2 separate regions of the Gossypium hirsutum genome follow, and region 2 is linked to region 1. Evidence: chromatin contacts called from public Hi-C data. All regions are on one chromosome and are shown on one strand. Each heading gives the region's core, a stretch centred on a gene start, on an enhancer-like site or on the middle of the called end of the contact. The rest is flanking DNA. Distances are from core to core; before and after follow the strand shown.

Region 1 (5,645 bases), core at 649-3,148:
TGCTAGTCTGAATAGCCTTGCCTTTTGAGTTATCATTGGGCCTCTTATTAGTTTTACCTCAACCCATACAATAAGCCGAACCTTACCCCTGTAAGGATAAAATTGGAATCCCCATATTACCCCTTTTTTTCTCAACGCCAATTTCATCTTGATAATTAGCTAAACTATTAAACCTTGATCCTACATTTGAAATTTCTTTATTTCCAAGCTTAATTTCAAGACGTTTCTTAGGAGGAGTTGGAGTCTTTCATTAGACAAGGACCATAATTGTTGTATATTTCCAAATGGTATATTGTCTTCTCCAAAGTTGACATATGTTCCTTCTCAATTTATCATCAAGATTATCATTCCTCTTTCAAAGAGGATAGATATCTATCATGTGATAGTAAAGATCATAAGTAAATAAATGTTAGATAGAGATTCGAATTCAGCCATTTATAGCGATTTGTTAATCTTAATTTTAAAAACTGATCGTTTACTTAAATCAAATGACACTGCTAACCTTACAAATCTCCCCTTTATTACGCTATCGATATTATTATATATTTTCATCATTTCCCATATCAATTCCCCAATGACATTTATCAAACTCCTTTTGTACTAAGAGCTGGAAAGGCCTGATAATCGTATCCACACTACCACGTGATTTGAATGAGGTTTCAAAGTAGAGGACTCCTCATAACAAGGTTGTACAGTGAGGCCAAACACTATCCTTGGCCCTCTTGATAAAACATTTGAATAATCTATTTTTTATTTAAATTTCACAATGTAGTATTCATTATCAAGATCTATGAGTTGTAACCCCTTCACTAGCTTCCAAAGTGCCTGGATTTTGTTCAAGAGCACACTAAATACAATCTTTCGTCCAAGCAATTTTATGACGATCGTCTTTCTCATACTTTGTTTGACTAAATTACGTACCCTTTCAAAGAAGGAGATTGATGGCACACCATCCACATTTTCCATGATGAAATCCTCATCTAGCATTTCAATATCATTGCCCTTTTCGATTTCAAGACATTCGTTTTTCTACTACAGAATGCAAGCAACATGTCCTTGAAAGAGGACAAGCCCTCCATTTGTATTTGTGTCCATTATTCGGCTGTAAGTGGGTCCTCTTACCGCACATGAACTTTTTTTTGTGACCCTACCACCCACTCGAACAGCAGCAAGCCTCATCATCCTCCTCTTTGCCATTGAATAAAAAAAGATGGATGGTTTTTCATGTGTAAAGGAGGATAGTTTTTTTTTTAAAAAAAACAAAAAATTATTTAGGTTTGAGCAAGAAAAACTAAAAATCGACTTGAATCAACATGTTTGTACAATTTATGAAATGTAAATTTAAAACTTGTAGCTACCCGAAATTGGACCGAAATCTATCTTTATTTAATATATAATTAATTTTAATTTTTTATGATATTAAAATAAATATTTTATATTTAATAAGGAAAGTAATTTAAAAGATTTTCAAAAATTATTGGTTTTAGAAATATTTATGAAAAAGGCTTTTGTTAAATAATTTTTAAAAGGCATAAAACAAAATTCATTTTGTCAAAATAAGTCTAGAAATTCAAAACAAAGCATTGATATGGAAAAACTGAAAATCGAACCAAATTAAATCACGATGAATAGTTCAAAAATCCAAAAAAAAGTCTACGGAACCAAACTGATATCACCCCAAACATTATTGTTCCAAAGTAGAAAAAGAAAAGAGAAAACAATTTCCTTAATTTTTATATTTATTAAAATAGTTTTATTTAGATTATTTAATCAGCTAATTTCGTGTTTTCTCAATGGAATGAGGGTGTTAAGAACCCAAAAGCTTAAGCTTTGGGTCCAAGTATGTATGGACTCCATTGATGTGATCTTATGGGCTTAAGGTCCAAACCAGATTAAATCTTTGAGAAATGGAAAATGAAGATTATAAACTGACAAGACTTTCATCACTGCATTCAAAACTTGAGCATAGATAACCTGTTGTTCATCAACATTAAAAATCTTATTTATATATTTAACAAATGCTTAAAGATTTACTGTTTTAGAATAAATATCCAAAATTATACTAGTTTCATGTGGTTTTTCACTTTTAACTTTTTAATTAGTTTTTAAATAATATATTTTTAATTATTGTAATTAATTTTTAATTCATTATTCAAATTGTTAAATATAATTAAAATATATTAATTTATTTAATAATTAAAATATAATAAGAAGATATTTTTAATATCATATTAAAATATTAATATTTTGTAGTTCAATTAATATTTTTAATAATATTTTAAAATTCAAATAATAATTAAAAATTGTTATTATTTTCAACATATAAATTAACTTTTACTTCATTTAATCATTATTTAAAAGAATAACTAATAAACGTTATTTAAATATATTTCTAATAAAAATTTTATTAAATCATTTGTACAAAAAATAAAAATATGATATATTGTAAAATAAACTCTTCATTCTTCAATTTTTATTTTTTTTTTCTTAATAGTCAATAAATTGACTATAATAATTTGCAAATAATATATAATTAATATGTAGCACACAAAAAATATCAAGTAAATTTTTTTTTAATTATTGTAATTGAGAAAACTTTTTTACGTCAATTTTTTCTTTTATTATAATTATTTTAACCAAAATTTTAAAATAATAATTTTATATTAAATTATAAATTTTTTAAATATGTAATTATCGCAACTACTATTATACTATAATTATTTTTAAATTTCAATTTAGTAATATGATAGAAAATAAATGGACTAATTTACCTATAAAGGCCTATTTCCAAGTATATTTACGGAAATGGGCCAATTTTTGCATTATTTACAAAAAAAGGGGCCAATTTAGGCAAAACGCGTCCACGTAGGGCGTTTTAAGGTGAAATTTTCAGCAAATTGCGCCCCTAGGGAGCGTTTTTGCCATGTCAGCACAAAACGCACTGACATGGACACGCTTTGCTGATGTGGCAAAAACACTCCCTCAGGGGAGCGTTTTGCTCCATGTTTTTGTCCCCAACAGCTTTTTTTTATGTTTGGGAGGGGTCCAATGGTAAAAAAAAAAGTATAAAAACCCCCTCCTATTATTTCACACAAAATTTCTTCAAAATTTAGCAAAAAACTCTCAAATTTCTCCCTAAATTTCTCAAAGCTCTATTGAATTAATTATTTCCTTTAATTTTCTTTTTAAATTAGTATTATTTTTTTATAATTTCAAAAATATTTTATCGTGTTAGCAATGGCCAGAGAATTCATTCGTCTCAATCATAAACATATCTCTGTCGAACAAATGAAAATGGTAAGAGTTAATTTTAATTTTTAAATATTATTTAATATTTTTCTTCACTTATGTGATTTTAATTAATTTGTATTTTATAATTTTTTATAACTGTCTGTAGATCGGGTGTTACAATGTTATATTCGTAATATGTCTGGTCCTCCATCACCGTTGATAGAAAATTACATGAGAGAAGCGGGTTTTTGGCACGTGGCTACTATAGGCCGAGTGTGCAAGTTGAACCCAAAACTCATCAATGCGTTAATAAAGAGGTGGAGACCCGAAACGTACACATTCCATCTTCCATGCGGATAGTGTCCCATCACTTTGAAGGACGGACAGTTACAATTGAGATTACTAGTGGATGGGTCCGCACTCACCGGGTCCGTTCAATCTGTTGATTGGGGAGTTATATGCTACAATTTTTTGGGTGTGATTCCGGATAATATTTACAGAGGTTGGATTGAGATGGGTTGGTTACGAGACACATTCCCAGAGCCAGAGAATGATTTGACTGAAGTAGAAAGAATACGATATGCTCGAGCATACATCCTTAAGATGATTGGAGGTTATTTGATGCCAGACTTGTCACGAAACCTCGTACATCTAAGGTGGCTGTTGAAACTCGTTGATTTTAGAGCAGCTGGTGAATTTAGTTGGGGGTCTGCCGTGTTGGAAACATTGTACTAGGAGATGTGCAGGGCGATGCCACCAAATAAAGCCAAAATCGGAGGTTGCCTATCACTACTACAATCATGGGCTCGGTTTCGCTTTCTATTTTTACGTCATCGAGTGAACCACCCATATACATTCACACTCATAACGAGGTAAAATTTTTATTTGATTTTACAAGTATTATTTATATTTAAAATAAAATTGTATGCTAAAAATTTATTTAATTAGGTGGAACCATTCGGCGAGTTATGTTGGAATACCTACCACTCTTGAAGATATACGGCTTCTATTAGACCAACGGTCGGAAGTGCAAGTAAGTATGAAATAATATATATATACATAAAACAGTCGTTTCATATTTAGTGTTTAGTATTATGTATATAACTAATATTTTCATCACGTTCATATAGTTTCAATGGACAACATATGAGGATCTGACAATTTGGGCAATAATTCCGGATAAATTCTTTCAAAATCTGAACATTTGGCATGTTAAGGTCTCATTGGTCAACTATGCTGCGTCGAGATGCACCAGACGGATAGAGTGTTATGGTAATTTGGATTTCGACAATCGATTCCCAAGGCACTTGAGGTGCTCGAAATAGAGCACAAAATCGACTTACAGTAAATGAATACGAATTGGTCAGTATTCTTCTCGAAATATATCAAAATTTGGGAAAATCGATATGATCATATACCTACTCGTGAACCAATCATTGTCCTATAGTTAGAGTGGGTGTCGGGTTACATGCCATGGTTTAGGATCTATGGCAAGCCATATTTGTTGTCGGAAGAGCAGAGGCATCGGCAAATCCGTGTCGAAAGGGAACGATAGGGCCCTTTTAATCTAAGGAGAAGGGATGACGGTACGGGCCCATCAACAGCACCCATACAATCACCGGGCCCAACACCTCAACTGACGACACCCACAGCACAACCCCTTCAAATTATGCCAGGTGCGTATCCTAGCATTTATATGTATCCTAACCCTTATATATTTCCTTTTCCCAGTCCTATAGCAGGTTGGAATGCATGACCCGGTGCATCTCCTTTCCCGATGACTCTGACTCAACTGACGATATATAGGCCATCGTCACCGGAAGGATCGCACGAGGCACCATTGGGGAGCTCATCTCATTACCAATCCCCATTGCCTTATGGGATTTAAACACCTCCGCCGTGAGTGATGCAAACACCTCGAAATTCTTTATTCTATCAAGGTGGGTTATCCTCCTAACACCCACAATCGGAGCAACCACAACCCTCACCGGAGCAACCCCAACCCCCACCGAAAGCTGAACCAAAGAGGAATCTAGCGCGTAATCGTCGACCACCCCCATGTGGCACTGATTCCGACCGGCACATATATTGATTTTTTTAATATATTTGTAAAATCTATTTTTATATTGTTTCATTTAATAAAATAAAAGTTTTTTTAATAATTTAATAGTAAATTATTTTTTTTTTATTTTTAATAAAATAGAAGTTCTTTTGAATAAGGCGAAATAGAAATAATGCAACATAGTTTCATTACAGCAATTATCAACTATTTCAATTTGGACATTAATGAATTGTATGACTTGGGTTCCTCCACCATCCGCACAACTTCTGTCGGTTCGTTCATTCCCAAATATGCATATTATTATGTATTCTACTCGAGCAAGTTCGACCTTTTGGTTTGCGACACAATTCCC
Region 2 (5,554 bases), core at 970-3,469, 100 kb before region 1:
TCTGGTCAAAACCAAATCATAATTGAATTGGTAGATTAAGAAAGGGTATTCTTTGCATTTTTAAGAAAAATATTAAGTTGGGGATAGAAGTTAGATTTGGATATAAATGAAAGAGAGGAGACCCACATGAAAATTTAAAAGAGATATAAGGTGAAGTTGGTATTTGTGGAATCTACTCAAATTAAAAATCTTTATGTATCCTCAAATTGGTTATTTTTTAATTATTGAATTTAAAAGTTTTCAACCATTTTCTAATTCAACATTTGAACTCACAAAATTCAAATTTGAAGATTAAAGTGGTAAGCTTTCTAACTCTAAATCAAGAGTATATATTTTTTTGAAAATATACTCTTTTTTTTAAGATATAAATTTATTAATAACACAAACTAAAATTTACAAAAGGTTATTAACGTATTATCCACGCATAGATTAATATAGTATTAAACGCCAATCAATAATGAATTTACATTATTGAATGTAAGCTTAGACAACTTTAAATAAAGTAATTGTGGAAAAATAATTTCAATTTCTTTGTTGTTTTTCTTTTGTTTTGTCAGTATCCGAGCTTGTTACCGTATGCTTTTTTCTCCCTCCTATTAATTTTTTTATCTTTTTTCTCCTTATTCACTCTATGTGTTTTCTCTCTTTTCAGTTTATAAATATATTTTGTGGGTATTTTTACTGTCTTTACAAGTTGTGATGGACAGATGATGGTGCATGTCGTTGCTAAAATTCCACCGACCAACAACAATTTCTCTTGGAATTTGGGTCGTTGTTCCATCGACTTCTTAATTTGTTTTTGTTTTGAAAGTATTTCAGAATAATAAATGATTTCACGAATAGGTTTGGACGTATTGTCTTAAGTTTTATATATATATTTTTTATTTTCCATTGTTTAATAAGTCTTCATTTTTAGAAGTTTTTGTGTGCGCTTGTAGCACGCTTTTTAGTCTTGCTTATGCATGTAGTTTTGCTTTTGTAAGTGATTTTAGGGATGGTTTTGTGGTCGTTCTCTCCAGTTTTGTGGATGCTCTGTTCTTTTACTGATTTTTTACCGTCGCTTTGGACCATCCGAGGTTGAATTCCTTATTGTATTAAGTGCTTGCAATTACTCCAAATATGTCTTGCTTGAGTTGTGATAAAACCAATTGTCAACGTGCCATAATGTTCATTTGATGTTGAGGTTGAAGCCTTTATTGTGTTGATGAAGCTTGTCCTTCATCGTCTACAATGGGTGTTTGTTGTTTTTTCTCCTTGAGTTGTATAGTCTCGTTCATGGAATGAAGTAATGAATTTCCCTTTAAAAAATTAATGAATTTGTTTTTCTTGATATCTTAAGCATTTTGCGAGACAATTAATTTCTTATGGTAGGAAAAAATTAGTACCATAATTAACCTAACTACATTATTAGTCACTAAATTAATAGTAAATTTTTGCTTTGGTCATTTAATTAATAAAAGTTACAATTTGGTCATTAAACTATTTGAAAGTTTTCATTTAAGTCACTGAACTATTTAAAATTTTTTATTTAAGTTATTGGGCTATTAATTTTTTTTAAAAGTTCCACCAGCGAGTTCCAAACGATGATTCAATGATTGGTATGGTGGATCAATACCCATCGATGAGTAGAAGAACACGCCTTATATCCAAATCGATCTGACAATTAGTGTCAGACATTGGAGAAAAAAGCTGTTTGAATTTTAGTTTGCAGATTTGTGACATCTAAACTTGTCTCATGAAAAAAAAACTTGAATTGTAAAAGAGAAGGAGAAAGAGAGTTTTCCATTAGTGCAGGCAGTGTGAATAGAGAAAGGCATAAAACATCGACTTTAACTTAAATAAAAACTTTTAAATTGTTCTGCGACCAAATTGTAACTTCTGTTAGTTAAGTGACTAAAACAAAAACTTACCTATAATTTAGTGACTAATAATGTAATTTACCCTTAAAAGTTAAAACCCTTTGTGCTGGATTTTTGTTTGTTTTCCTTTGTACTTGGTGCAAATGGGTGTATATTTTGGTAGGCCTTCATGTCAACAAATTAAATATATGAAAAAGGAAAAGAAAATGAAAACCCTTTTTGCTTTTGAAATGGAAAAGTAGAGTAGATGTAATGGGTATATTTAGTGTACAATTCCAGGTGTCATTGTCAGGAGGATGTGAAAATCCACTCAATAATTACAAACAATAAAAAAGGGAAAGTTGATGGGCCGTGGGGCTTATTACAATTGCACTTTCATAAAATTGACGTCAAATCCTACACCGATGTTGGAGAATGACTCGTGACTTAGATCTATTCACTGAAACAATGGGAAAACTCAAAAAACAAAATTTAAAATATGTGCTATCCTATGGGTAAGTTAGCAAATCAATCATCAGAGTTTACATGCCATAAAATTTCACCCTCTAATTTCCTTTCAGATTCTCCAAGGCCCTCTAACTTTTAAAAAAATTGCATATGTACTTGTATCAATACATTAATTTTTTTAAATTTTTATTTTATTATTTAAGTTTAGTTCAAATATGTGAAAAGTTGTTCTACCTTTTTAATCTTAAAATTTTAGTTCCTATACTTTAATTTTGGAACATTAAATTTTGATTTAAAATTCTTGATTTTCCATTCAATTTTACAATTATACAAAAGGTAAAATAACTTTTTAACCCTCAACATTTATAATTTTTTTAAATTTGGCTCTTACTTTTTCAAAAATGCATAAAAATTACAAAATTTTAAATTTTCAATAAAAATCTTAAGAATTTTAAGAATTTTCATTCCATTAAAGATTCATTCAAATAATTCAAAAAATTATAGAAATATAAAAGTTCATCCAATTTTATTTTTTATAATTGCAAATCGGATGAAAGGAAAGATTTTTAAATAATAAAGTGCAGGGTTTAGTGTCTCAAATTAAAGTAAAGAGATTAAATTTTAAATATCAAACGATATAAAAGTATCAATGTGACAGGATTTCAACATATAACATCATAATTTTCAAAGCTTTAATTTTTTTAAAGGTAAATTCATTAATTCATTCAATAAATGGAACCATATAATTCAGAGAAAAAAATAGCAAACACTCGTCGTAGATAGCAAAAGACAAACTCCATCAACATAACAAAGGTTTTAGCCTCAGCATCAATAGAACATTATGATACGTTAACAATTGGCTTTGTCACAACTCAAGCATGACATATCTGGAGTGATTGCAAACACTTAATACGATAGGGAAATCAGCTCTATATGGTCCAAAGCGACGAGCAAAAAATTGACAAATGAACCGAGCATTCACCAAACTAGAGAGGACAACAAAATGATCTCTAAAATCACTTGTAAAACTAAGATTACATGCATAAACAAGACTAAAAAAGTGTTATGACAGCAGGCAAAAACTTTTAAAACTGAAGACTTATTAAACAATAGAAAAACAAACAAAAAAAAACATAAAACTTAAGACAACACTGGTCCAAATTGATACGTGAAATCATTTATTATTCTAAAATACTCTCAAAACAGAAACAAATTAAGAAGTTAACGAAGAGTCACCCACTTTCCAAGAAAAACTACTGGTGACTAGTGGAATTTTAACGAACGACAAGCGCCGTCATTTGTCCATCACAACTTGTGAAGACAATAAAGATACACATAAAATAGATCTACAAATTGAAAAGAGAGAAGACGTGTAGTGAATGAGAAGAAAAAAGAAAGAAAAGATTGATGGGAGAGGAAAAAGGTGGGCAATAACCAATCCGAAGACTAATTTTCAAAGCTTTAATTTAATCATTTAAACCATGGTCTTTTTATATTTTCTTTTACAAATATATTATTTTACATGTTTTTCTTACTCATATAATGACTGTGTCATAATTTAAATAAAATTTTAACTAATTATTTTGTATAATTGTCAATTGAACTCATGATATGCGTTAAAATCAAATCTGGGTTGATACTTGATACCGATTTGTAAATTCAAATAAGAATAGTGTCGCCCTCTCCTTATAAACAGGTTTATATAATTGTTCTCAACATTGCGACATTGTGCCTTTTTATACTTCGAATTTTAATCTCCTCAATCTTTTTATTAAATTTGAAATTATAATATTTTTTAAAAAATAAATTGCTTCATGGTCAATTAAAACTTCCATAAATATATCTAAATTTTAATTTTGTTCCGGAGAGATTTATTGTTAATTTAGTTATAAGGGCAGCACTAGAGGTAGAGCTGAAAAAACAAAACAAAAAAGAGTTGGTGTATGAAAGATTTTTTATATACAATTTTTAAAAAAATTACTTGAATCAAATCGAATTTTATTTTTTAATTCATAATTAATTTTTATATAAAAATAAATAATTTTAGTTAAAATAGTAAAAATAAATTAAAAATACTAAATACATATTGTTTTTTTTTATAAATATTATGTAAGAGTTAAGGTGGCATCTATTTAAATATCACATTATAGTCATATCCTGTGGGACTCTTTTAAATCAATGATTGAAAAAAAGAGAGAAAAGGAACCAATCTGTTGAAAAAATCCGGTTAAGGAAACAATTTTCGATTGCAACAGAAATTTAAAAATTTTGAAAACCAAGCTAGTTTGTGATATTTATAGCAATAAACATTTTCCCAAAAAGTACTTATGCTTTGTGTGAGACATGATTGTATCGTTCTCAACTTTCAACTGAACGACCTTCTCCGTTATCCCCGCACCCTGAATTGCATCGAGTGTGAGTTCAAGCAACACAAAGCAAACACAGAAAAAGAAACGATTTGATTACTTTTAGTAGGAAAGTAATTCTTTCAAATAGAAACCGGTAAAAATTGTAATTCCCAAAAAATAGAATTTATTTTTAGAAAATACATTTCGATTAGTTTCAGATAGAACAACAATATATGAAACTTGTGCATAAAACTTATGTTAATAGCCTTTATCAGTACTATCTATTTATAAAAAGATATAGGAGAATCCTGTTTGAATAGGAGTTACACAAATAAGATAGAAGATACACCCTAGATAATAACACTAGGGTTGTCACCCTTCTCATGTAACATGAGGGGGTTTGAGCCTTCCTGTATTGAGTCCAATTATATGTGCTTTATGGACTTTTGACCAGCACTTTATAATTTAATTCAACCCAATATTTGTTTTCTATTTCTCAAAATAAATATTATTTATTCTATTAGTTTAATTAATTAAATTAACTAAATTAATTTGTAATTAAATAATTTTCTCAACCCAATTTTATTTTCGTTAAAGTCATAACTGTTGAAAAAAATTCAGTTTGAAAATGATTTTCTTACATAGCTGAAAACTAAAATTTTGAAAACGACTCGATTTGTGATATATATAACAATAAACCTTAACCGAATTCATACCTGTGTTTTCAGCTTAGCAAACGTTCGTTGTTCCCGATTTTCAACCAAACGATTTTCTCTGTTATTCTCGTACCACGAACTACTTTGAGTGTGGGCTCGAACCAATTGCATCGAAACACAAAACTAGAAAAAAGTTTTCTCTTTTATTTGGGGTGAAACGTAAATTTTCTTTTTAAATAGAAAC

Evidence for each region. A called contact is a pair of places that touch in the nucleus more often than the background predicts.
Region 2: a contact with region 1 is called in a Hi-C map of leaf, with 3 times the contacts expected there. The contact joins two enhancer-like sites. A contact is called at or near these places in 12 of 34 Hi-C or Micro-C datasets (anther, leaf, petal and 1 more).

The regions. Positions count from the first base shown.
Region 1 is chrD02:53,558,159-53,563,803 of Gossypium_hirsutum_v2.1, reverse strand. No RefSeq gene overlaps it. Among protein-coding and RNA genes, the nearest start is that of LOC121214713, 20 kb to the left of the region's middle. Within about 2 kb of position 1,898, at least 1 of the 9 cell types and tissues checked has an H3K27ac peak or open chromatin away from gene starts, as enhancers often do. A contact at or near this core is called in leaf, where this site is marked.
Region 2 is chrD02:53,663,091-53,668,644 of Gossypium_hirsutum_v2.1, reverse strand. No RefSeq gene overlaps it. Among protein-coding and RNA genes, the nearest start is that of LOC107909896, 4.4 kb to the left of the region's middle. Within about 2 kb of position 2,219, at least 2 of the 9 cell types and tissues checked have an H3K27ac peak or open chromatin away from gene starts, as enhancers often do. A contact at or near this core is called in leaf, where this site is marked.